Regions from separate parts of the Ovis aries genome. Here region 1 is linked to region 2. A link is a contact called in public Hi-C data. All regions are on one chromosome and are shown on one strand. The core of a region is the stretch at or near the end of the contact, and the rest is flanking DNA. Distances in the headings are between cores, read along the strand shown.

Region 1 (6,367 bases), core at 2,358-4,857, 310 kb before region 2:
AACACCTTCCAAAAAGCATTGCTAAGTTGCTTCAGACATGTCTGATTCTTTGAGACCCCACGAACCGTATGTTGCCTGCCAGGCATTAGTAATGGCGGGTGGCGGGGAATCAAAGCGTAAAACAGTATATATAGGAGATAATCACTTGTGTTAAAAGGAACAAAAAATAATACATGTGTAAATATTTGCACCTGCCTAAAACATCTCAGGAAAAAAATATGAAACTGGTCCTGTTAGCTGCTTTCAGAGTGAACAGGGAGCTGAGCAGACTGGAAGGGAGGCATTTATTACACCCTTTAAATCTTTTAAATTCTGGACCTTGTGAAACCTATTTGGACCTATTTGGATCTTGTGAAGCTATCTGAAAAAGAACAAAAATACATTTCTTGAAGTAAACACATGTGTGGTTTGTCGTGGTATGCCTGGGAGCGGGGCGGGGGGGGGATTTGTTTTCTGTTTTGTTTTTCTAGGCAGAGCAACAGGAAAGAAGAAATTGGCAGCCAGGGCTGGGAAGAAATTAGAAAGAAAGGGAAAATTAGCACCCATTTAACAATACAATGGAAATAATGTCTTCATTAATGGCTGTTTTTCTCATATATTTTCAAAGCATGTACAGACATCAGTTCACTCATTCTCTCTCTCTCCCTCCGTCCCTGTCTCTCTCTGTCACTTTAAAAGGTGTGGGAAATGGACCCAGTTCCTTGCAGCTCAGAGGTGATGATGCTCCGCTTGGAATCCAGGTCTCCCAGCCTGACCAGCTCCTCCATTCTGGTATCAGGCTACTGCGCCTTTACCCAGGCTGTGGTCTGGGCCTGGAATTCCCTTTCCTCTCCTCCTTATGCCCAGAAGCCACTCCAACATGATCTCTTTATTGAAAATAGCTGTTCCTTCTTTTAAACCCAGGGTTTCACAAACTTTTCCTTTTAAATGCTGAATAGTAAATAGTTTAGGCTTTGAGGGTCATCTGGTCTCTCCGCCTACCAACTTCCCAACTCCGCCATTCGGGGGCAAAATCAGCCACGGACAACACAAAAACAAACAAGCAAGCCATGTTCTGCTCCCACACAGTTTTATTTACCGAAACAGATAGTGGGCTGGAGCTAGCCTTCAGGGCACGATGGAACTTTGCTGACCTTGCATTTGAGTCCCAAGGAAATTTGCCATCAGCTAGCATCATGCTCCACATTACATTATCCACCAGGGGTTTATCCTTCTTTCTTCACCTAGATGCAATATCCAAAGTATTTGGACAGTATATATCCAAAGTATATTCAAAAACACTAATTCAAAGAGATATATTCGTACCTGTGCCCATCAGAGTATCTACAATAACCAAGATACAGAAGCAACTAAGCGCCCATCAAAAGATGAATGAATAAAGAAGATGTGATATATACATGTATACAATGGAATATTACTCAGTCATCAAAAAGGTGAAATCTTGCCATTTGCAACAACATGGAAGGAGCTTGAATGAGGGTATTAGGCTTATTAAAGTAAGTCAGACAGAGAAAGACAAATAGTGTATTATTTCACTCATACGTAGAATATAAGAAACTAACACCAATAACAAAATAAATTAATAAACCAAATTAAATGAAAAGAAACATATAAATGCAAAAGACAGAGTAGTAGTTACCAGATAGGAAGGGCTGGGGGAAGGCCAAATGAGTAAGGAGGATCCACTATATGATGACAGAGGAAAGCTAAATGTGGGGAAATGAGCACAGTCTAGTGTACACAGAAGTAGAAACATAAGGCTGTACATATGAAACCTATTTTGTGTTATAAACCAATGCTACTGAAACAAAAAATAATAAATTTTAGAAGACTGTCTTTTAGTCCCTTCTAATACTCACCCACTAACATGGATATCCACTGAATTGGCCCAAAGTCTCCTGCTGCTGCTAAGTCACTTCAGTCGTGTCCAACTCTGTGCGACCCCATAGACAGCAGCCCACCAGGCTCCCCCTTCCCTGGGATTCTCCAGGCAAGAACACTGGAGTGGGTTGCCATTTCCTTCTCCAATGCATGAAAGTGAAAAGTGAAAGTGAAGTTGCTCAGTCGTGTCCGACTCCTAGCGACCCCATGGACTGCAGCGCACCAGGCTCCTCTGTCCATGGGCTTTTCCAGGCAAGAGCACTGGAGTGGGCGCCATCGCCTTCTCCTAAGCCTTCTGCAAAGGAGAGAACCCAGTCTAAAGCTTCTTCTTCTGGGGTCAAGTGTGTCACACCCAACCCCAGCCATAACACCCCATGTGCCCTTCATATGAAAATCAGTGTCCCTGTCTGCTCCACACCCCTGGGCTCTCTGCTTCCAGAGCCTCCCAGAATAACTGCATGTCTTCTCTGAATGTTTGGTAAAGAATCTGGATTGTGTGTGCCTGATCAGTCGCTCAGTCGTGTCCGATTCTTTGTGACCCCGTGGACTGTAGCCCACGAGACTCCTTTGTCCCTGGGATACTCCAGCAAGAATACCGGAGTGGGTTGCCATTTTCTCCTCCAGGGGATCTTCCCTACCCAAGGATCGAACCTGACTCTCTTGCATCTCCCACATTGGCAGGCAGATTCTTTACCTCTGAGCCATTCGGGAAGTGGCTGGATTAAGCTTTTTAAATTATCAAATTCAAAGCCAATCTTGCTGAACCTGGATGCCGCACCCCCATCTGTGGCTCTCTGGTCCCATCCCTCACACACTGCCCAGTTGGTCCATGATTTAGCAGCTCTGCTTTTGTCGTTGTTAGTTTTCTGGTCCATCTTCAACATTCATCAGTAGCAAACTAACATTCACTGAGCAGCTACTATAATCTGTGCTTTGAGAATTTGAGAAAGAGTCTCAAGAGAAGATTAGACTTGTGGTTTCCATTGTATAACCTTTGGTACAATTAGATTTTTATTTTTTTACATTATTGCAGACATGCTAAATCTTTTCACTCATATCTGACTCTTTGCAATCTGATTCTACAGGGTGTAGCCCATGAGGCTCCTCTGTCCATGGGATTCTCCGGGCAAGAACACTGGAGTGGGTTGTTATGCCCTCCTCGAGGGGATCTTCCCCACCCAGGGATCAAACCCGCGTCTTCTGCATCTCCTGTACTGCAGGTGAATTCTGTATTGCTGAGCCACTGGGGAAGCCCGCTTACATTACTACCTTTAGCTTATAAACATCTTAGACGAGACCACTGAAGGGATTTGATACATCATTTTTGAAAAAGTATATTTCACATATGAGGTCTTTCTGCACATGATTGTGGATTAATAGTTGGTGGATAAGTCTAGAGGGAAACAAACAATTTTTGTTTTGAGTTTGAAAACTACAGAGCTTTATTAAATAATCTTACCCTCTCCTTTCTAAGATTTGTTTCTGCACTAATAATGTTCCTATGCTTCCAAAGTCAAGAGCCTCAGTGTTCTGAGACTTGGAAACCCAAAAAGGATGCAGCTTTTCCCTGGGCCCTGCCCACCACACTCCACCAGACTCTTAGAACTGCCTCCTGCGCACAAAGGGTGAATCTGGAAAAAAACCCAGCTGACTCAGCCCTGGAACTCCCTCCTCACTCCACCCGGGCAGGACTGCTGTTCCTCTGACTCCCAGTAGGGGGAGCAGCTGCTCCCTCTATCAGTTCCAGAGACCTTCCCAGCCTCTGGCTATTCTCCAGGGTTCATAGAGCTAAAAGACTCTCCCCAGAGTTTCAGTCTTCTGTGTCCCACAGCAGTGGCAGCACTGTCCAAATTCCATCTCTGCTGAAAATGTAGCAAAATGAAGACTGTATTGAGAGCTGGCACCCGAAAGCACGTCTCCCATCATGACTGCCACCTGCCTTCAGCCCCCGATGTCTTGAGGAGAAAAAATGAAATGCATATTTGGACACATAGAAATGATGAATGAAGCTGCCACCACCCCCTGGAGCCCTTGGGCTTTCTTCTCTGACTCAGTCACCAATTCCCTAAGCTCCCTCAATGCCTTCCAAAGCCTGGGTGTGGCTACAGAGCCCTTGAAAAATGACTAGTGTGATGAGTAGTTGAATGCTTTATTTTAATTCAGCTAGATTTAAAAACAATTCAGTTATTGGAAAACTTTATGCCTGGAACAATGTGGGCAGATGAATGTTTTTTCAACTGTAAATTTTATAAAATCAAAATACATATCAAGTATTTTTAATGAAAATTTAACAGTCCAGATGAGATGCGCTGTAGGTAACAGATTTTGAGCACATAGAACAAAAAGAACACAAAACTGTCACATTTGTAGTGGTTCATATGATCACATGTGAAAATGCTATTTAGGATATCTCGGGTTAAACTATATTACTAAAGTTAATTTTACCTGTTTCTTTTTTCACCTAAGAGTTGACCCTTGAACAACACAGGATGAATTGCACAGGTCATTTATATGCTTATTTTTAAACAGTAAATACTGCAGTGTTACACACAGTCTTTGGCTGGTAAAATCTGCACAGGTGGAACCACAGATACAGAGGAAGCATGGATTTGGAGGGCCAATCACAAATTACACTCAAATTTCCCACTGCTTCAAGGACTGAGGCCCCTAGTCCCCCTTGTTGTTCAAGGGTCAGCTGTGTTTTTTAGCAAACAGCACTTTTCTAGACCCTCTTCCAGCTTATTTGTTTGTTTTAGAGAGGGGTTGGCTGTACTGAGCGGCATATGGGATCTTAGTTCCCCAACCAGGGATCAAACTCACTCTGCCTGCTTTGGAAGCACAGCGTCTTAACCACTGGACCACCAGAGAAGTCCCTCCAGTTTTCCTTTGCCTTGAAAACTGGCCAGAAATTCCACCTGGTGTGAACAGGGTGGTGTTCTGCGAAGAAATCACACAGCTTTCCAAGGCCCGCAGTGCTGGAAGGAGGCAGAAGGAGCAACACCAGGTGGAACTGGGTCTGACATCCTGAGGGAAAGCCAACCCATGCTAGGAACATCCCAACCCCACCCCGACTCCCATGCCATCAATGGGATCCATGCAGGCCCTCAGTGGACCCTCTCCTGGAGACCCAGGGATGATAAATGCACGGTTCTAGCCTTCTAGGGGCACATGGCTTTGGAGGAAGGGTTTCCACAGTCAAGCATAAGAACCATGGTACATGCAGGAGCCTCTGACTCAGCCCCAGGGGGAGCAGGGAACCCCCTCCCCCCAGATGAGATGGTTCTGGGCAAACTGGAGGAGATTAAGGCCTCTCTCCAGCTGGCCTATGAAGTGGCTCTACCAAATCAGATGTGTGAACTTGGGTATCATTGCCCCTTGCCAAGGCTTGGCTTCCATCTTGTAAAATAAGATGCTTTGAACAGATTCTGCTTAAGAATGTAGTTATTCAGTACAACTGTTCTTTTCTCTACACAGCGTTGGCAGAGAAGCAGGGCTCCAATCAGGCCCGAGGCCAGGCCTTGACTTTTCTCCTAGAGCTAACTCAGGACTTCATTTCCGTACCCAGCACCCAAGCCCAGGTCTGCTTGAAACTCAGGCCAAAGGCTCATTAAAGATACATGGAAGGGAGGGCTGCGAGAACAGGAGTGCCAGCCCCCGCCCCCCAACCAGCAGGACCAATGCTGGGAGTTCGGCTTTCAGTGACCGCTCTTATCCCTGGGGAGCACCCCTTTCCAGGATACTCCAAGTTGGAAACACACAAGATGGATTGGGGCACAAGGACCCAGCACAAATTCCAGCAGGATCAGAATATCCAGTAAAGTGCTTTCAGGGGCTTCTGGTGCCCGAAAAGTCCCTGGGAGACCAGGGAGGAAAGGGTGTGGAGAGTCTGGAAATCAAAACCCAGAAACCCAGCTCTCATCCTGACTCAGAAAGAAAGTAAACAGAAAGCGATAGTCTCTCAGTCGTGTCCGACTCTTTGCGACCCCCTGGTCTGTCCATGGAATTCTCCAGGCAAGAAAACTGGAGTGGATTGCCATTCCCTTTTCCAGGGGAATCTTCCCAAACCAGGGATCAAACTTGGGTTTCCTGCATTGCAGGCAGATTCTTTACCGTCTGAGCCACCAGCCTTGGAAATACAAATAACAACAATCACAACAGTGATCATTTGCTCATGTCTCCCTCCGTGTGCGAGAGCAAAACAAGCATGTAAATCAAAGGCAGTGGGGATGAGAGAGGCCAGGTGCACCTCCAGCTGCAGGAATCGGGAAGGGTGGGATCCTAGCAGGTTGGCATTTGGGGGAACAAGGAAACTGGGATCCTGGGCGGAGAGGCCGTGGAGGCTAAAAGGAGTGTATCTTCCTTTTCCGTTTAGTTTATATGTTCTTCTTCTCAAGAAGAGAGAAGAAAGTATTTCTGCAGCAGTGGACTAACTTTTCTCTATACTGAAATGTAAAGTTTGTTCTGAGCGTTAACGCTTGGTTATTTA
Region 2 (6,077 bases), core at 2,300-4,799:
GTGAAAGCATACTGAGTGTAAACTATACATGGAAGGAATTATATGATGTGACATTCCCTCCAGTTCCAATCAGAATCACCAGAGCCATTATGGAAAGCAGACAAACGGCCAGGAAGATTATGTTCTCAGCCCAGACTTTCAAGACACTAACAGTACAGAGAGGAGTAAATTTTTCCAAAGGTTAGGCTTTGTTGTGAAGTTAATGTTGAAATTTTCAAAGGGGCCAGGATCTCAGAAACAGCAGACTGCAGATCCCACTGTTAGCAGCTGCAGCCTCACCTATTACATTAGTGTTACTCCAAAGGTAGCTCAGCACACCAGGCTTCCCTGGTGGCTCAGACGGTGAAGAATCTGCATGCAATGCGGGAGATCCAGGTTTGATCCTTGGGTCAGGAAGATCCCCTGGAGAAGGAAATGGCAACCCACTCAAGCCTGGAGAATTCCAAGGACTGACTGTAGCCTGGTGGGCTATAGTTCATGGGGAAGCAGAAAGTCGGGACTTGACTGAGGGACCAACTAGCTTAGCACATGGTGATACTGGCAACGTGCTGTCCTCCAAGACAAGCAAAGCAGTTCCTATTTTTTCAGCCTTTCTCCAGTACCAGAAGATGGGGATGCATAGCCCTGCTCCTTCCCATCACCCAACTTGTGACAAAGGAAGAGGGCCCGCATAAGACCTGGGCTAGACTTGGATGGTTCCAGAACAGCCCGTGGGTTGTTTCACATTAAGAGAATTAAGTGAATTCTGTCTAGTTCCAAGACCCAGACACATGGGTGGAGGTGACAGAAATGCCATAAAGCATACTGCAATCAGATATAACCCCTGATCCGATGTTCTGAAGCATGCTGCTTCGTTATTTTTCATGTAAAGTTTTATTTATGGCTCTGCCAGGTCTTCGTTGCTGTGCAGGCTTTTTGCTAGTTGTGGCAAGCAGGGACTACTCTTTGTTGCAGTGCACGGCACCTCATCATGGTGGCTGCGCTTACTGTGGAGTACAGGCTCTAGAACACGCAGCTTTCCGTAGCTGCAGCACGTAGGTTCCATAGTTGTGGTTCCTGGGCTCTATGCAGCACTACAGAGCACAGGCTCAGCAATCGTGGTGGATGGGTTTAGCTGCTCTGTGGCATGTGGGATCTTCCCTGATCAGGGATGGAACCCGTCTTCTACACTGGCAGGCAGACTCTTTACCATGAGCCACCAGGGAAGCCCCATCCTGCTTCATTATAATGAAAACCTATAAACCCTGCTTCCAAGAATGAATCCTACAGGTATTTTCCAGCATGTGAACGAAAACAGCTACCAAAACGTTTGCTGTGTGGCTATCACAGCAACACACACTGGACACCGAGAGATGACTGGCTACATAAACAACATCCCATCTAAAGAGACAGCAGAGCAGCGATACAGAAACTTAAGACACGACCATCAAGTTGTATGTTTTAATTTATAGTTTTTACCAATAAAAAGATTAGTTACAAAAAAAGAATCTCTATACAAAATCAGGATTTCTTTTCCCTTTCACAGAGAGAATCCACTATCATGTCTTGCCTTGCCAAAGCAAATCTCAAATAGCTTGCATAGCAAAAATTATTCTGAGACAAAAATTCATAAGATTATCAGCTTCTTAAATTTGCTTGAAAGGAAAAATGTAGTGAACACTTGGCCTTGAAGAATTCTAAACAATACTTGGAACCTTCAGAAAGACTCTTGCTCTTGGGCATTTGAGCTGCTGAGAGGGCGTGCAGGAAACTAGCTCACTTACCATGAGATTCTTCTTACACAGAGACACACACACACACACACACACACACACACACACACACACACGAGTCTCCACTCCTGCTTGGTGGGTGCTAGGGCGACATAATAGGAAGAAGGGCTTTTAAAATTTCACAAGTAAATTTTATTGTGGCCACAGGTCAACAGCAGAACACGTGACAGCTGGGGTTCATATTCTCCCCGTCTCCTGGGTTATCATATAAATTAAATATGGAGAGGTACACGCAAACAAACCTCATGAAAACCGAGGAGCTGTTTTCAAATCGCCATTTCCTAGAATAACACACATCACTGCTTCAGAGTGGGGCAAAAAGCCAGCCTACTAGTGCACAGTGCTTCCTGTACAGAACCACAGGGCCAATGTTCAGAGCCTTTTTAGTTGGCTGGGAGTATGGCAGCCACTCAGCACTGCTCCTAGCAGTTCACTTTCAGAATAAAAATATAAAACAAGAAAACTGTGGGAAACATCATAGCCTTCAAAATAAAAAACTATTTGGTGACAAGCCTAGCTCTGATGGAAAAAGCCCACCTTGGCAGGGGGGCGGGAGGGAAGACTTGTGGGTATTGAAGTTGGTCTGATGTACCTTCATGACTCAAAATAAAAAAGCCCTTCAAATACAGATGAGTCTAAAGCCATTACAACCCAGAATTATGGGATTCACTTAGATGTGCTTATAACACCTCCTGAAATAAGATCTACATACAAGGAGCTGCACCCTCCTCACAACTAACTGAAGCATATGGCCATGGGGGTGTAGATGGGGGGCTGGTTTACACCCCCCCCGGGAAAAAAAGACAACTTAAATAGAGTTTAAAGTTCTCCCCTCCACTCTACTCAATAAACACATACCCAGAATGAGAACAAAGTAGGATCAATGACCAGGTGCCTTTCCACGAGGCCTCCCTGTGGCCAATATGAGCTGGAATTTTCTAGCACAATGCAAATTCACTACTCTGGGTACACACAGCGCCCTACACAGTTGCCTGCCCTGGGTTAAACCCAGACTCTATGAAAGGTGCAACTCCACTAGAGTTTTGATCACTTAACTTAGGATAAGTTAAGCAATGACTCTCATGCCTCATTAATACCGATCTGGAGTCCTCACTGACTCAGCAGTGCTTTTTTTTTTTTTAACCAAAATAGCTGGTGAGGTGGCAAACGGTGACAACTGACAGCAGGTCATGGCAATTCCAAAGGCCAAGGAAGCTCTTCGTCCACTGCTCTGGCTTCTGCCCTAGGGTTACAGTTCTGCCACTGTGAAACGTTGTCAACAGGTCTCTGTGGCCAAGCCGTGGCAAAGGTCAATAAATAAAGAGCTGGTCAGAGGCAGAACCATTTTCCGGGCAGACTCCTCTAGCTGGGAATAGGGGGTGACGGGGGGGAGGAAGGAGACATGTGTGCGAGGAAGAGGTAAGAGCCCCGTGGACGGGGTCTGGTGACCCAATGCCAGACACCCAGCTTGCTGCCGGCAGAGCCGGACCTGCCAAAACCCATCACTCAGATGGAAAAGGAAAAAAAGACATCAAAAAATAATACTACTAATAATGGTAATACGGCCAGTTCTGAAATTTGCACAGTTGATAATTTGTTCTTCTTAGCAGTAAGGACTTGAATGAGAATCATGAAACTCGAGGAACACTCTTTTTTTTTTTCCAGGATTTAAAAAACTGTTGTCTTGTTCTGAAAGACTACATTCAGTGTGGGTCAGATCCAACAGCATCAGCTAGAACTCAGTGGTGAAGGTCACCCCGAGCTGGGAGGAAACGTCATCTGAGTGGAAAGGCTGGTGGGCAGGCCAGAGGCCGCTCCTTCACTGATCCCCGAGCCGAAAGCCCTGGCCCCAGTTGTGCCGACCGCCTCCGCCGTTCTGATCGGCTGCTCGCCTCATGCTAGCTGGGGGCACACCAAACCCCGACACCCCTCCTCTTCTGCTGGGTAGCCAACGGTACCTGGAGCACAGTGGACGAGACACAAAATGAGAGAAAACCACAAAGTCATTTCCACGGAGTTGTCCATCCTTATCTCCCTGCCCGGGGCTCCCGTGGCATCTGTCTCATCGAATTACGTTTATCTGTGGCCACGGAGAGGCTGAGGACAATGTCTCATTTAACTCTGTCTGATGGCTCAGCAGGTAAGGAATTCACCTGCAATGCAGGAGCCACAGATTCGATCCCTGGGTTGGGAAGATCCCCTGGAGGAGGAAATGGCAACCCCCTCCAGTATTCTTGCCTGGAAAATCCCATGGACAGAGGTGGGCTACAATCCAAAGTCCTGGTGGACTCCATGCCCTGACCACAGAAGGCACTCGCTATTTATGATTTTTTTAACTAAGGTTTCACACTAACATCACACTCTAATTTTTTTTTCCTGATTACAAAAGCAATTTATGTGGGAACAGTTAAGTATGGAAACAAAAACATTAACACCCATAAGCCCAGCAACCAGAACCATCTATATAGCATTTTGGTTTATATAAACATGTAGCTAGCTTGCTCAAAGGACCCTAAGTAAATTCAGTTCCAAGGACAAATCCGCAACCACGGCATCTCCATGATGCAACTGGATTCTTCGCGTCCATCGAGGGACAGTGGAGAAGGCGGCTTTCTGTCTTGGAGTTTGGGCGTGTTTTCAAGTTCATTCACTGTGTGTCCTCCAACTGCATTCTTTCCATCTCATTGATGGTGGGAAAGCTGAGGCCCAAAAAGGTTAGCTGATTTCCCAACTTACAAATTAATAATTCAGAGTCACAGAACAGCTAAGAAAATGTAAACCCAGGACTCTATGTTCTCAGTAGTTTTTCCAACTGTTTCCCTTCCTTGATTATTAGTCAGCTGAGCATCTATTTTCACCTGCTCCACTTATCAGACCTGATGGCTTGATCTCTGCCTTGACGCACAGAGACTGTGACCTGATGTCCCGTTTTAAACCCCTCATGGCACCAAGGGCTTCCCTGGTGGCTCAGATGGCAAAGCGTCTGCCTGCAATGTGGGACCCAGGTTTAATCCCTGGGTGGGGAAGCTCCCCTGGAGAAGGGAATGGCAACCCACTCCAGTACTCTTGCCTGGAAAATTCCATGGACTGAGGAGACTGGTAGGCTACAATCCATGGGGTTGCAAAGAGTTGGACACAACTGAGTGACTTCACTTTCACTTGGCACCAAAAACAAACCACGAGGGGTGACTTGCCCACAGCAGGAAGCCTGAGGAGCTCAACTTTATCATAAGGCATTTCCCTCACACTGGGTACTGCTTGTTTAAAAATGCATCTCATCTTCACAACTGCCACAACAGGTACTATTATTACCCCATTTTATAGATGGGAAAACGGAGGCAGAATTGAGTCGAGCTCTTCTGAAGTGACAGGCAAGGATTCAAACCCAGGCAGCCTGACTCTGGAGCTCACACCCCACCCCACAGCATACAGAGTGCTTGATTCAGATGACAGCAGTTAGTGACCAAAGTCCTCATATCTTTACACATCAACCCTGTTAGCTGCATGCTCCCTCTCCAGAAAGACAATTAAACCCCTTGTAAAAACAAAAACAACAGAAGAGGCTCTACCTTTTTTTTTGGCCACATCTCTCAGCATGTGGGGTCTTAGTTCCCCAACCAGGGACCAAAGCTCTGCCGCCTGCAGCACCAGTGCGTTTTCTTAACCACTGGGCTGCTAGGGAGGCCCCGGTCTACTTTTCTAAGCAGAAGGCAAAAGACTGACACATCTTGCTGCTGCTGCTGCTGCTGCTGCTAAGTCGCTTCAGTCGTGTCCAACTCTGTGTGACCCCATAGACGGCAGCCCACCAGGCTCCACCGTCCCTGGGATTCTCCCGGCAAGAATTCTGGAGTGGGTTGCCATTTCCTTCTCCAATGCATGCAAATGGAAAGTGAAAGTGAAGTCACCGAGTCGTGTCCAACTCTCAGCGACCCCATGGACTGCCTTAGAATTCTGTAATTCACATCTTCCCTTTTCAGCAAATTCAGTTTGATCATTAAATCAACATGTATTTCCAAGCACTGGTTTCCCAACATTCATAATGTTCTGGCACAAATAACATTCCTCCAAAGTATATAATAAATTGGAAGACTTAAAAAAGGCAACACCAGGGCTGTCTTGCTTTGCTTCTGACTCTGAGACAATATGGAAGCCATCGCCACTGCTTAAACAGATAGTGAAATTAAATGCAAGTAATTAGTATAAAAAGATACCCAATTATACATAATCAACAAAGATTTATGATAATTTCAAAGCAGTTACTGCTTCTGTAAGGAGCTACATTTTGTCATCTGATCTTTATGCAAA

Evidence for each region. A called contact is a pair of places that touch in the nucleus more often than the background predicts.
Region 1: a Hi-C map of muscle shows a contact between it and region 2, with 5 times the contacts expected there. The contact joins two enhancer-like sites. A contact is called at or near these places in 11 of 16 Hi-C or Micro-C datasets (blood, hypothalamus, liver and 7 more).

Annotation. Positions count from the first base shown.
Region 1 is chr9:30,073,736-30,080,102 of ARS-UI_Ramb_v3.0, reverse strand. No RefSeq gene overlaps it. Among named protein-coding and RNA genes, the nearest start is that of ZHX2, 93 kb to the right of the region's middle. Within about 2 kb of position 3,607, at least 1 of the 54 cell types and tissues checked has an H3K27ac peak or open chromatin away from gene starts, as enhancers often do. A contact at or near this core is called in muscle, where this site is marked.
Region 2 is chr9:29,764,598-29,770,674 of ARS-UI_Ramb_v3.0, reverse strand. DERL1 (derlin 1) reads right to left here. Exons shown (of 8, transcript XM_004011662.5): 8 at 1,427-3,730. The coding sequence ends at 3,592. Among named protein-coding and RNA genes, the nearest start is that of TBC1D31, 23 kb to the right of the region's middle. Within about 2 kb of position 3,549, at least 5 of the 54 cell types and tissues checked have an H3K27ac peak or open chromatin away from gene starts, as enhancers often do. A contact at or near this core is called in muscle, where this site is marked.